2 separate regions of the Mus musculus genome follow, and region 2 is linked to region 1. A link is a contact called in public Hi-C data. All regions are on one chromosome and are shown on one strand. The core of a region is the stretch at or near the end of the contact, and the rest is flanking DNA. Distances in the headings are between cores, read along the strand shown.

The links. A called contact is a pair of places that touch in the nucleus more often than the background predicts.
Region 2: a contact with region 1 is called in a Hi-C map of myeloid progenitors, with 2.9 times the contacts expected there. The contact joins the enhancer-like site here to the promoter of Arhgef6 in region 1. A contact is called at or near these places in 5 of 39 promoter capture datasets (the 3T3-L1 cell line, the C10 cell line, liver and 1 more), 2 of 15 datasets of contacts at CTCF or cohesin (CD8 T cells and pro-B cells), 30 of 484 Hi-C or Micro-C datasets (B cells, the C10 cell line, CD4 T cells and 21 more), 9 of 115 datasets of contacts at active chromatin or transcription factors (the 230-238 cell line, the HPC-7 cell line, the SCID.adh cell line and 5 more) and 3 of 9 other capture datasets (adipose tissue, liver and pancreatic islet).

What each region holds. Positions count from the first base shown.
Region 1 is chrX:57,337,056-57,341,684 of GRCm38.p6, forward strand. It overlaps Arhgef6 (Rac/Cdc42 guanine nucleotide exchange factor (GEF) 6), which reads right to left and starts at 1,674. Exons shown (of 22, transcript NM_152801.2): 1 at 1,283-1,674. The coding sequence starts at 1,519.
Region 2 is chrX:57,371,901-57,377,273 of GRCm38.p6, forward strand. No RefSeq gene overlaps it. Among named protein-coding and RNA genes, the nearest start is that of Snord61, 17 kb to the right of the region's middle. Within about 2 kb of position 1,836, at least 13 of the 459 cell types and tissues checked have an H3K27ac peak or open chromatin away from gene starts, as enhancers often do. A contact at or near this core is called in the G1E-ER4 cell line, bone marrow-derived macrophages and myeloid progenitors, where this site is marked.

The sequences.
Region 1 (4,629 bases), core at 424-2,923:
CACTTGGAGATTGCTAAGCCATGACAAACCATCATCATATTCTTTTGCTGATAACTAGACACAGTTGGCTTTGGAAGGCAGAGGGCAGCCCTGCTCTCCATCCAGGAAGAGAAGTAACCACTGAAGGAAGTGATGCAAATGCCTGAACGGTTGCTTTTTGTTTCAGAGGTCTCCAAGCCACTTCTACTTAAGGTTTTCTCATACCTTCTACTCGACTGTGGTGCTAGCAAATCGGAGAAACTAAGAGACACGGACACACGGACGGACACACACACACACATTGATGCAGTCGGCCTCAGTTTGAGGTGTGTGTGTGTGTGTGTGTGTGTGTGTGTTTGTGTGTCTGCGTATGTATATATAAATATATATCGTTTAGTCCTGCTTTTGCCTGAGGTTACTTTGATCACCTCCCTCTACTCCTCATGATAATTTGTTCATATTTCACTATGTCTAAGCATCACATTTTTTATTATGTCTCTCTGTATCTTATCAGTTTAATCACCATTTCTCACATTTGAAAAATTATAAGTAAATCTACTTGTTCCATAAACATAGAACTGATTCCAAAAGGCAAAAGACCCTTATTTAAGTTATGTGCACAATGACCTTAAGAAAAGAATCATAAGTACTCTATCTTTAATGACACAAAAGCACCTACTTTAGAAACTGTCCACTGTCATAACATGGGCTTCTAACCTCAAAACTCTTGAAGTTTTTTTAAAGCAAGGTTTAGTTTCACTTTGAATGCCCATTGCCTTCAATGCATAGAGTTGGTTTCTCTTTGGTTTTGGGGGAGTTTTAAGTAACATTGACACTTGTGAATAGACTTTTCTTCAATGAATCTTAAAACAAACAAACAAACAAGGAAGTCTCCATCATTTTTTTTAGGCAAACTTTCAAACACCAGAAAGATCTACAACAAAATTATTCCATTATCCCACAGACTCATGCTCAAAACATGTCTAAAGTGCACAGGGGAAGTTTAATGTGCATTTCCACAACCACAGCAAACTTGTACACAATAAGGTTGTCCTCCTATCCCTGATTGGCAGTCCTGTAGCCCAGCTTTAGTAAGGTAACATCAGGGGGTCAATTACTGAAGGATAATATTTCGTTTTCTGACTTTTTCAAAGTACAAGGACAGTAAATAAAAACGCCTAACTTTTAGAAAGATATTGAAGAAGGGGATTCCCATGACCCCGCAATAGAAAAATCTCAAGAATGATATTATTGCTGCTCTGTGGTGGAAAGTAATCCCAAAGACACAGCAAAATGACCTTACCTTCTCCACCGAGCCAGGCAGAAGTCTGTTTATGAGTTTGCACAACACTACCCCATTTTTCAGCGAGGACTTCAAGAACTCCTCTGGATCACAGACAGTCTTTTTGGGAGACTCTAGAACTCCCAAAGATATAAGCCATGTCACAAGGCGTTCTTCTGGATTCATGACTGAGGCTCTCGGACGCTCTGAACAGCTCTCGGGGCAGCTGTGAAGACTAAGCCACATCCGTGATTGCATCTGCTGCTGTCTTCCTTTTATGAGCGCTCTTCTGGTGCTTGCGGGGCAAAGGTTTAAGGCAACTTTTCTCTGACAACAGAGGAACGTGGGATTTCTAAACCACAGAGATCATACCTAAAGATATGGAAAGGAATGATAAGGAATGGACAAACTCCTGAGAGAACATCACTGGTTCTTTTTCGAAACTTGCAAAACAAACTCATTAGGTTTTTCTTTGGGGGGGTGGGGTGGGGGGAGGAACACGTACAACAGTGCAAGAAGCTGTAAGGAAAGGAAGTGAGGAGGATGCTGGGGAGGCAGAAAAGTCAGCAAGTGCTCGTGGAAACCGGAGTGAGCCAGCACTTTACAGAGCCTTGGAAATGAGACACGCATGGGGCAGACTGGGAAAACACTGTCAATACAGTCTAGTCTCAGTGAAAAATCTGGCTTCTGTCAGGAGGAGGATGCCAACTGGCTCTTAGGTCAGACAGATCTGAGCCTCGTGGGGAGCTGTGCTGGTAAAAGAGAGCTCAAACAAAGACTTAGGTGGACTGAAAAAATTCCTCCCAGAAATGGCCGGATGTCCTCAGACAATCTCACAGTGACAGTGTGTGTCACGATCATGCCTTCTTTACAAAACATGTGGAGCCGCATGGTGACAAACTTGCCAAGCAAAGGAAGATTGTCCCTGCTGTCAGCCATCGCTGCATTTAAGCAGAAGCTGGAAGAATGGCATTTTACGTTGTAGCCAAAAAAGCTATGTTTAGGGAAATAGGCTAAGGATAACATCTGACATCCTGTTTACTTGCATTCTTTAGCAATTCTTTTTCTGGACCTGGTTCCACTCCACAGTCCAGCTGCAGCACCCTTAGCAAAGGCTTAGACACAGTCACAGAAAATGAGGGAAATATGTTTGGAGACAGAGCACTTGAGAACAAAAGAGCACTTGTCTTCTCTGTCTACACTACAGACTGAAAGATTCACTTCTTGTCATCAACAAACACGATGCATTTAAAATAGTGATCTGCAAACCAGCCTCGCTCATGAATCCAGAGAGGTTTGTTATTGTCAAACACTTTTAGTACCAGGTAAAATAGTCATACTATAGAGAAATTTATGATAAGGCAGAGTTTAATTGTATAGCTCAATGTTGGCAAATGCAGGCCGTCAGCACCTCTCCACATGTATGTGAGGCATCCAGTTAATTATAGCTGTTTCCCGCTAAGTCTCACAATCCTGTTCTTGTTGTTCTCTGTCTCCCTGCTTTTTTTGATGGTGATAGTGATAGGGATAGTTTCTTGTAGCTGAGGCTGACTTTGAACTCCTGATTCTTCTGCCTCCTCCTCCCAGATGCGAGGATTAGAGGCATGCAAAATCAAATCCAGTTTACGGGGTGTTTGGGGTTGATCCTAGGATGTTGTACACACTAGACAGGCACTCTACCAACTGAGCTATAGCCCCAGGCCAATTGAATAATTTTAATATTTACAGGCTATTTCATTACAATCATGCACAGTCTAGATCAGTGGGTCTCAACCCCTTTGGATATTAGAGGACCTTTTTAGAAAGATCACATACCATATATTTCAGAAGTCATATGTTTGTATTATGATTCATAACAGTAGCAAAATTACACTAATGAAATAGTAACAAAATAATTTTATGGTGTATGTGGGATGGGGGTTCACTTCCCTAATCCAGGAGCTATCCCTAATTAATAACCACTCAGAAATGAAAACTTAATTTTCTCCAAGAGAATATCATGGACTATACAAACCACTCTTATTATAAGGACAGGCAGGCCCTGTTCCCAGCAGTAGCTAGGCAACTCAAAATGAACTCAATGGCAACTTTGGACGTTCTTTGTCTCATAATACTTTGTCAAGGTATGGTTTTGTTTTTACTTTATTCTTTTTTAAATCACATAGGTCCATAGGTCCTTTGTATTTATATTGTGGCTTCTGGCTCTGTGTTTTCCCGTGTGTGTGTGTGTGTGTGTGTGTGTGTGTGTGTATGTGTGTGTGTGTGTGTGTGTGTGTGTGTGTGTGTGTGTACAGGTGTCATTGCATCTATCTGTGTTGTTTGTGCTTTTTCTTTGGCTCTTTTTCTTCTGTTTGCTTGTTTTAATGCATTTTGACTTGTTTGTTTTTGTCTTATTTTATTATTACTAAGATGTCTGCATGTTTTCTAAGCAGACAGAAATGTTGTGGATCTGGATGGAAGGGGAGGGAGGGAGGTCCATGGGGGTGTTGGGGAGGGAAATACTGTAAATAGAATAGATTGTATAAAAAGCTATTGTCAATAAATGAAATTTTGAAAGAAAAAATGCGCCCTTTCACCTCCTTTTGTTTTTCCTTATCTCCACATCATAGGCAACTGCTCATCTGTTCTCAACCCATTTATGCTAGCCTGTATTTTCAAGGATCTTGCATAAAGGGAATATACAGCATGGTGCTATTACTGGTGGTCACAATCTGGACCCGGTTTTTCCAGATTCTTGGTTTCTCAATCAAAGAACCGAAATAAGGGCTCCCATATATTTTGAAAGTAGCAAGGAGACTTTAATCAAGGTGAAGCCACAGTCCGGATCAAAGTAAGCACACTATCAAGATTGATAGCAGCCACATGAGTGAAGGCACTCAAGGGCTCAACATTATCAAAGTGGTGCTAAAGAGAGTAACATATCTCTACTGTTTAAAGCAGGTCTATGTGCAGCCTAAGGCAGATGGATGTGGGGGTCGCAGGTTGTCAACATGTTGCTAGGTGCATTATTAGCAAAGGAGGGACTTGCACACAACCCAAGCCAATTAGAGTCTCCTGTTTCTAAGCTATTTCTACGCTCACCCGTCTCAGTACTTTGTTTTCTGTGTTTTAACACCAACATTTTGAGATTCGGTGATGTAGTTGGGTTTATCCATAGTTGTATAAAATGATGAATTTACCTCTGTGGTTTTGGCTTGTTGTACTTATAAGTAAAATAAATATAGTTGAGCAAAATTTTAATTGGATTTGAGCCATGGCCAAATCTATGTAATAGAAATAAACAGAATGCAATTGTTGATACATTTACTTCCTCAGTGTGACCTATTTCAACACAATTTTATGTCATTTGGACAGCACCACAATTGCTC
Region 2 (5,373 bases), core at 586-3,085, 35 kb after region 1:
CTTGTACTAGTCGTTGTGCATTCTTATTTATCCATTCCTTCTTGGGCATATATCTTGGAGGAACATCCCTGGGTATACTGTAAACTTACACTTTTCATCTTAAGAAACTGCCAATCTCTATCCCAAAGTGAACACACCATGCCTTCAAGATCAGCAACTTCTTTCTCCACATCTTCCAGAATTTATTACTTTCTAACCTCTTTACCCTTTCTAGTGGACATATAATATTTTACCATTGTGAGCTTATTTTGTTTTATTTATTTTTATTTAAAAAATTCTGGACCCCGTTAGGGATGAACCCCTATTCTTGCATATACCCTAGTCAAGGGTATATGACCCCTAGGCAAGCACTCTCCTGCAGAGCCACACCCCAGGCCTATCCAACTTTTCTCTTGTGCAGTGCTGGAGTCTTGTGACCTAGAACCTCGCATGTGGCACGTGAGTGCTGTGCAACTGAGCTACAACCCAGTCCCTGTTTTCTTTGCTTAGTATTTTTCATCGTTTAAAACAAACTTCAAGAGCTGGAGAGATGGCTCAATGGTTAAGAGCACTGACTGTTCTTCTGAAAGGTCCTGAGTTCAATTCTCAGCAATGACATGGTGGCTCACAACCATCTGTAATGGGATCTGATGCCCTCTTCCGGTGTGTTTGAAGGCAACTACAATGTACTCATATAAATAGTAGTAAATAAATAATATGAAAAAACAAATTTCAGATTCAAATTTGATCATATTCTTCCCCTCCCCCAAGTCCCCACAGATCCTCTCCCCCTCCATACCGACCCAACTTTTAAGTCCATTCTCAAAAAAGAAACAAAACCCACTACAACAAATCCCTCCAAGACAGGAAAACAAAATGAAACCACACCCAAAAGGAAAAAAAAAAAGCTCTACGTCTTGTCACTTTTTCTACTCTAGAATAGAGTCCCACTAATATGTCTAAGCGGATCTTGAACTTGTGCTCCTTCTGTCTTAACCTTTCTAGTATCTGAGATCACAGCCCCACACTACCATGCCAGCTCCGAATGTGGTTTGTAATTCACAGATATCTCTAAATACATATGGAGTACAACATGAAACCTTGGGATTAACTAAGGATAATTAGCATATCCATAACCTTTCCAATAAGAGTATTCACAACGTCCTAGCTATTTTGAAATGCGTACATTACTGTTCAGTAGGTACCCTGTTGTGCAATGGCACACCAGAACTTATTCCTACTGTTTAACTACAAAAGCATACCTATTACCCAACATCTCCCACTTGCCCTCCCCAGTGTCTTGTGACTGCACATATGCAAATACGCAAGAAGTCAATTTTTAAACATAGCACGTGTAGACAGGACATTCCTTCATTATTGCAATGCCCACTGTGCTCTTACAGTGGGCTAAATATATTTGCTTTAAAATTTTCCATGCCTGAATGAGATCATTTGGTATTTTTATTTCTGACATGTCATTTAACATAAATGTCTATCAGCCTTATCCATGATGTTGAATCAGACAGAATTTTACCCAGTTTATGGATAGTGACTCTCCTTTCTTCCTCTTGCCCCCGCCCCCACCCCCACCACACACACTCTCTGTCAATGGACACTAAGGTTGATTCCTTACAATGGCTATTGTAAATTGTTTCATAATGGAGTAGGAATAGATGTGAAAAAGGCAGGCAGGGTTGCCCAGTGGGTAGAAAACCTTGTCACCAAGCTGGGTGACCTGAGTTTACTCCCTGGGACCCAAGTAATGGAAGGAGAGAAACAGTTCCCTCAAGCTATCCTCTGACTTCTACATTGTGGAGGAGCAGGAAGGGTTACGTGCTGAGCTATCTATCCAGCACATCTGTTCATTTTCTGAGAAAGGGCCCACTCTACGCTCCTTAGTCTAGTATTAACTATGTAGGCCAGGCTGGCCTTGAGTGTGTGGCAATTCCTCTGCCTCTCTGCTTTCTAAATTCTGGGATTAAAGAGCCACCATTTATTTCAGCTCAGGCTAAGTCTTTTATAATATGTTGTACTGGCAAGAATTAGCTCAGCCCAGCAAACTCATTGCCTCAGGGGAGTGGAGCAAGCCTGAGTCAACTGTTGCTGACATCGGCAGTGGATGACTTCAAACCCATGCACATATAGCCAGCACTACGTGGATTTGGTGGATTATTTTTAAAAAGACAAAGTTGGAAGGGAACAGATTGGGGGCTAAAGAGGGGAGTTAGAGGAAGAAAACAACGAGGAGTCTTTTTCATTATATATATACTAGAAATTCTCAAAAAAAGAAGAAACTTAAAACCAAAGAATTCACAGTCCCAGACAGACTACTTAATGCTTTCTATTGACACACCCTAGTGGCCTAAGGACTTCTTACTGAGCTCTAGCCCTTAAGGTTCCATAGTATAAAACTCTCTGGAGACTAAGCTCTGGCAAACTTGTATGGTACAAATGACAACCAAAGCACAGCACAAATTGAAAGTGATTTACAGAAATAAACAGATAACTGGTGGCACTGATTGACAGAATTGATAGTGTCAAAATAGTCTTTATACCCAACGTGGTCAACAAATTAAAAACAACCATTATCAAAATACCAATTACATTCTTTACAGAAATAGAAAAAGTATCCTAAAATTGATAAGGGACTACAAAAGACACTAAATAGTCAAAGGGGGGGGGGGATAACAGAATTGTATTAAGATATTTGACTCGATTTAAAAATTGGGTTACTTTCAGGTGCCCACCCATGGTTTGTAGCTCAGGCTAGCCTCCATCTCATAGGAATCCTTCTGGTGACCCTGCAAAGTCAGTGAAAACACTCAGCGAAAAGAACAAGGCTGGAAGCATTGCCCTGCCTGGCTTTACAATACAGCCCAGAGCTGGAGTCATGGCTTGGTAGTAAGGAGCACATTTGCAAATTCAATTCCCCACATCCCCAGCTCCAACAGATCCAATGCCTTCTGGCCTTCAAGGGCACCCACATGCACCTGTATACATAGGAACACACACACACACACACACACACACACACACACACAAATGGATCTTTCTTTTTTTTTTAAGAGAACCCATTATTAAGATATAATAACCAAAATAACATGCTGCTTTGGACATAATAATGCACAAAGACACCAAGGAACAGGGTAGAAAACCCAAAAATAAATCCATAGTTATAGCCAACTGATTTTAAACAACGGAGTCAATATTGAAAAGACTGATTTGCTCATTTTATATTGACTCTGGTGTTATGAGCAAATGACAGTCTTTTCAAGAAGTGGTGCTAGGAAAATTAGATATTCACAGCAGAAAATTGAAAACAGATTCCTACCTTTTATCAGTTATAAAAATCAGCTCAGGCTGACTGATGGTGGTGGATGCTTTTAATTCCAGCACTCAGGAGACAGAAGTAGGCAGATCTCTGTGAGTTTGGGCCAGCCTGGTCTGCAGAGTTAGTTCCAGGATAGCCATGGCTACAAAGAGAAACCCTGTCTCTAATCACCACCACCACCAAAAAAAAAAAAAAAAAAAAAAGAACATTAAAAAAAAACAATAAAAATGAAATAAAAGCAGGGCAGTGGTGGCACATGCCTTTAGTCCCAGCACTTGGGAGGCAGAGGCAGGTGGATTTCTGAGTTCAAGGACAGCCTGGACTACAGAGTGAGTTCCAGGACAGCCAGAACTACACAGAGAGACCCTGTCTCATAAAACAAAAAATAAAATAAAAATAAGTGCAAAACAGATCAAACACTTAAATATAAGACCATATAAGCTAAGGGAGGGCTCATCATGGCACCGGAAAGGGCAAGTTTCTGATAAGGCAGCAAAAACACTGTAAATAAACAATATACAAGTAGGACCACATCCCAACAAAAATGCTGTTATACAGCCATGGCAGAGGAAGCCATCAACAGAGCAAAAGTCTGTATATCTCACAAGAGGGTATAAGCCAGAAGTTTGTGTGTGTGTGTGTGTGTGTGTGTGTGTAGATCACAGGACAATTTCCATGAGTTGGTTCTTTTCTTCCAACATGGATTCAGAGGACCAGCCAGACCATCACTTTCTAAGCCATTGCTTTTACCTAATGAGCCATCTTGCCAATCCTCATTTTTTCCTACTTTTTAATATCCAAAATTGACAAAAGTCTCAAACAAGTCAAAGCTAAAAAGGTAAAAAAATAAAGAAAAAGAAATCTCAAACTAACCAACAAAAAAATTAGTCCAGACATTGCAGGCTCACCAGGTTTCCCATGAGATGGAAGCTAGCCTGTACAAGAGGTGAGATGGACACCTGAAAGAAGTAACCCAATTTTTAAATCAAGCCAAATATCTTAATGAAATTCTCTTATTTCCCCCTGCCATACCTTCTTTGTTTCTGTTATATTCTTGAGACAGGTCCTACTATGTAGGCCAGGATGACCTTTCCCCCAATCTCCTGACTCTCTGTGAGTAACTAGAATTCAGAGGTATATGACACCACACTTAGCTCTAAACAAACATTTCTTAAAAGACACACAGAGCCAGTGAAGTGGCACATACCTATATTCCTAGCACTAGGAGGCCAAGGCAGGAGGATTGCCATGAGTTCCAAGCCAGCCTTAATTATTATTTGAGACCCTGTTTTGAAACGGAAAATAAAACAGAAAGGAAGGAAGGAAAGAAGGAAGAAAGGATGACCCACAGATCAACAGGGGAATGTTCCACGTCACTATCAGGGAGATAGAAATCAAACTCCGTTGAAATGTCACCTTGACTCAGTAGGAATGGCTGTTGTGTGAGTGAGGCTATGAGGAAATGGGAAAGCCTTGCACACAGGTGATAGGGAAGGCATTAGTAAAGTTGTACAGCCATATGGTGGCTCCTCAAAAACTAAAACACAGGAAGGAGCACATGGAACCCCAGCAAGCTGCTCTCTGGGATAGCAGAGGAAAACAAAATGAGTGTGGTCTTAGACTGTATCCCCATAAGTACTAGTGACAATCATCACACTTTCACATTCAACAGATGTTTGTAAAAATTGCTTTATTGAGGTGTCATTTTGAAAGCACAAAATTCAGTTATAATTGTAACAGATTTTTTTTTTGGCAAGTTTACAAAGCTGCATGACCATCTTCAAAATCTAATATGAGTTTTGGAATAGATGAAATTTGGTTATAAGGAATTTCCTCTGATGAAATTCTACCCACAGCTAATTTTTACTTCCTCAAGACTAAGAGAATTCTGTCTCTATAAATTCATCATTCTTGAATATTTATCATAAATGGAATATTAGACAACATGGTTCTTTGTAGCTGTTGAGCACCTGCATTTACATGTATGCAATATGTACATCCAGTACCCAGAGGACAGGAGGGGGTGCAAGAACCCCTAGAACTCGAGTTACACACCCTTGTGA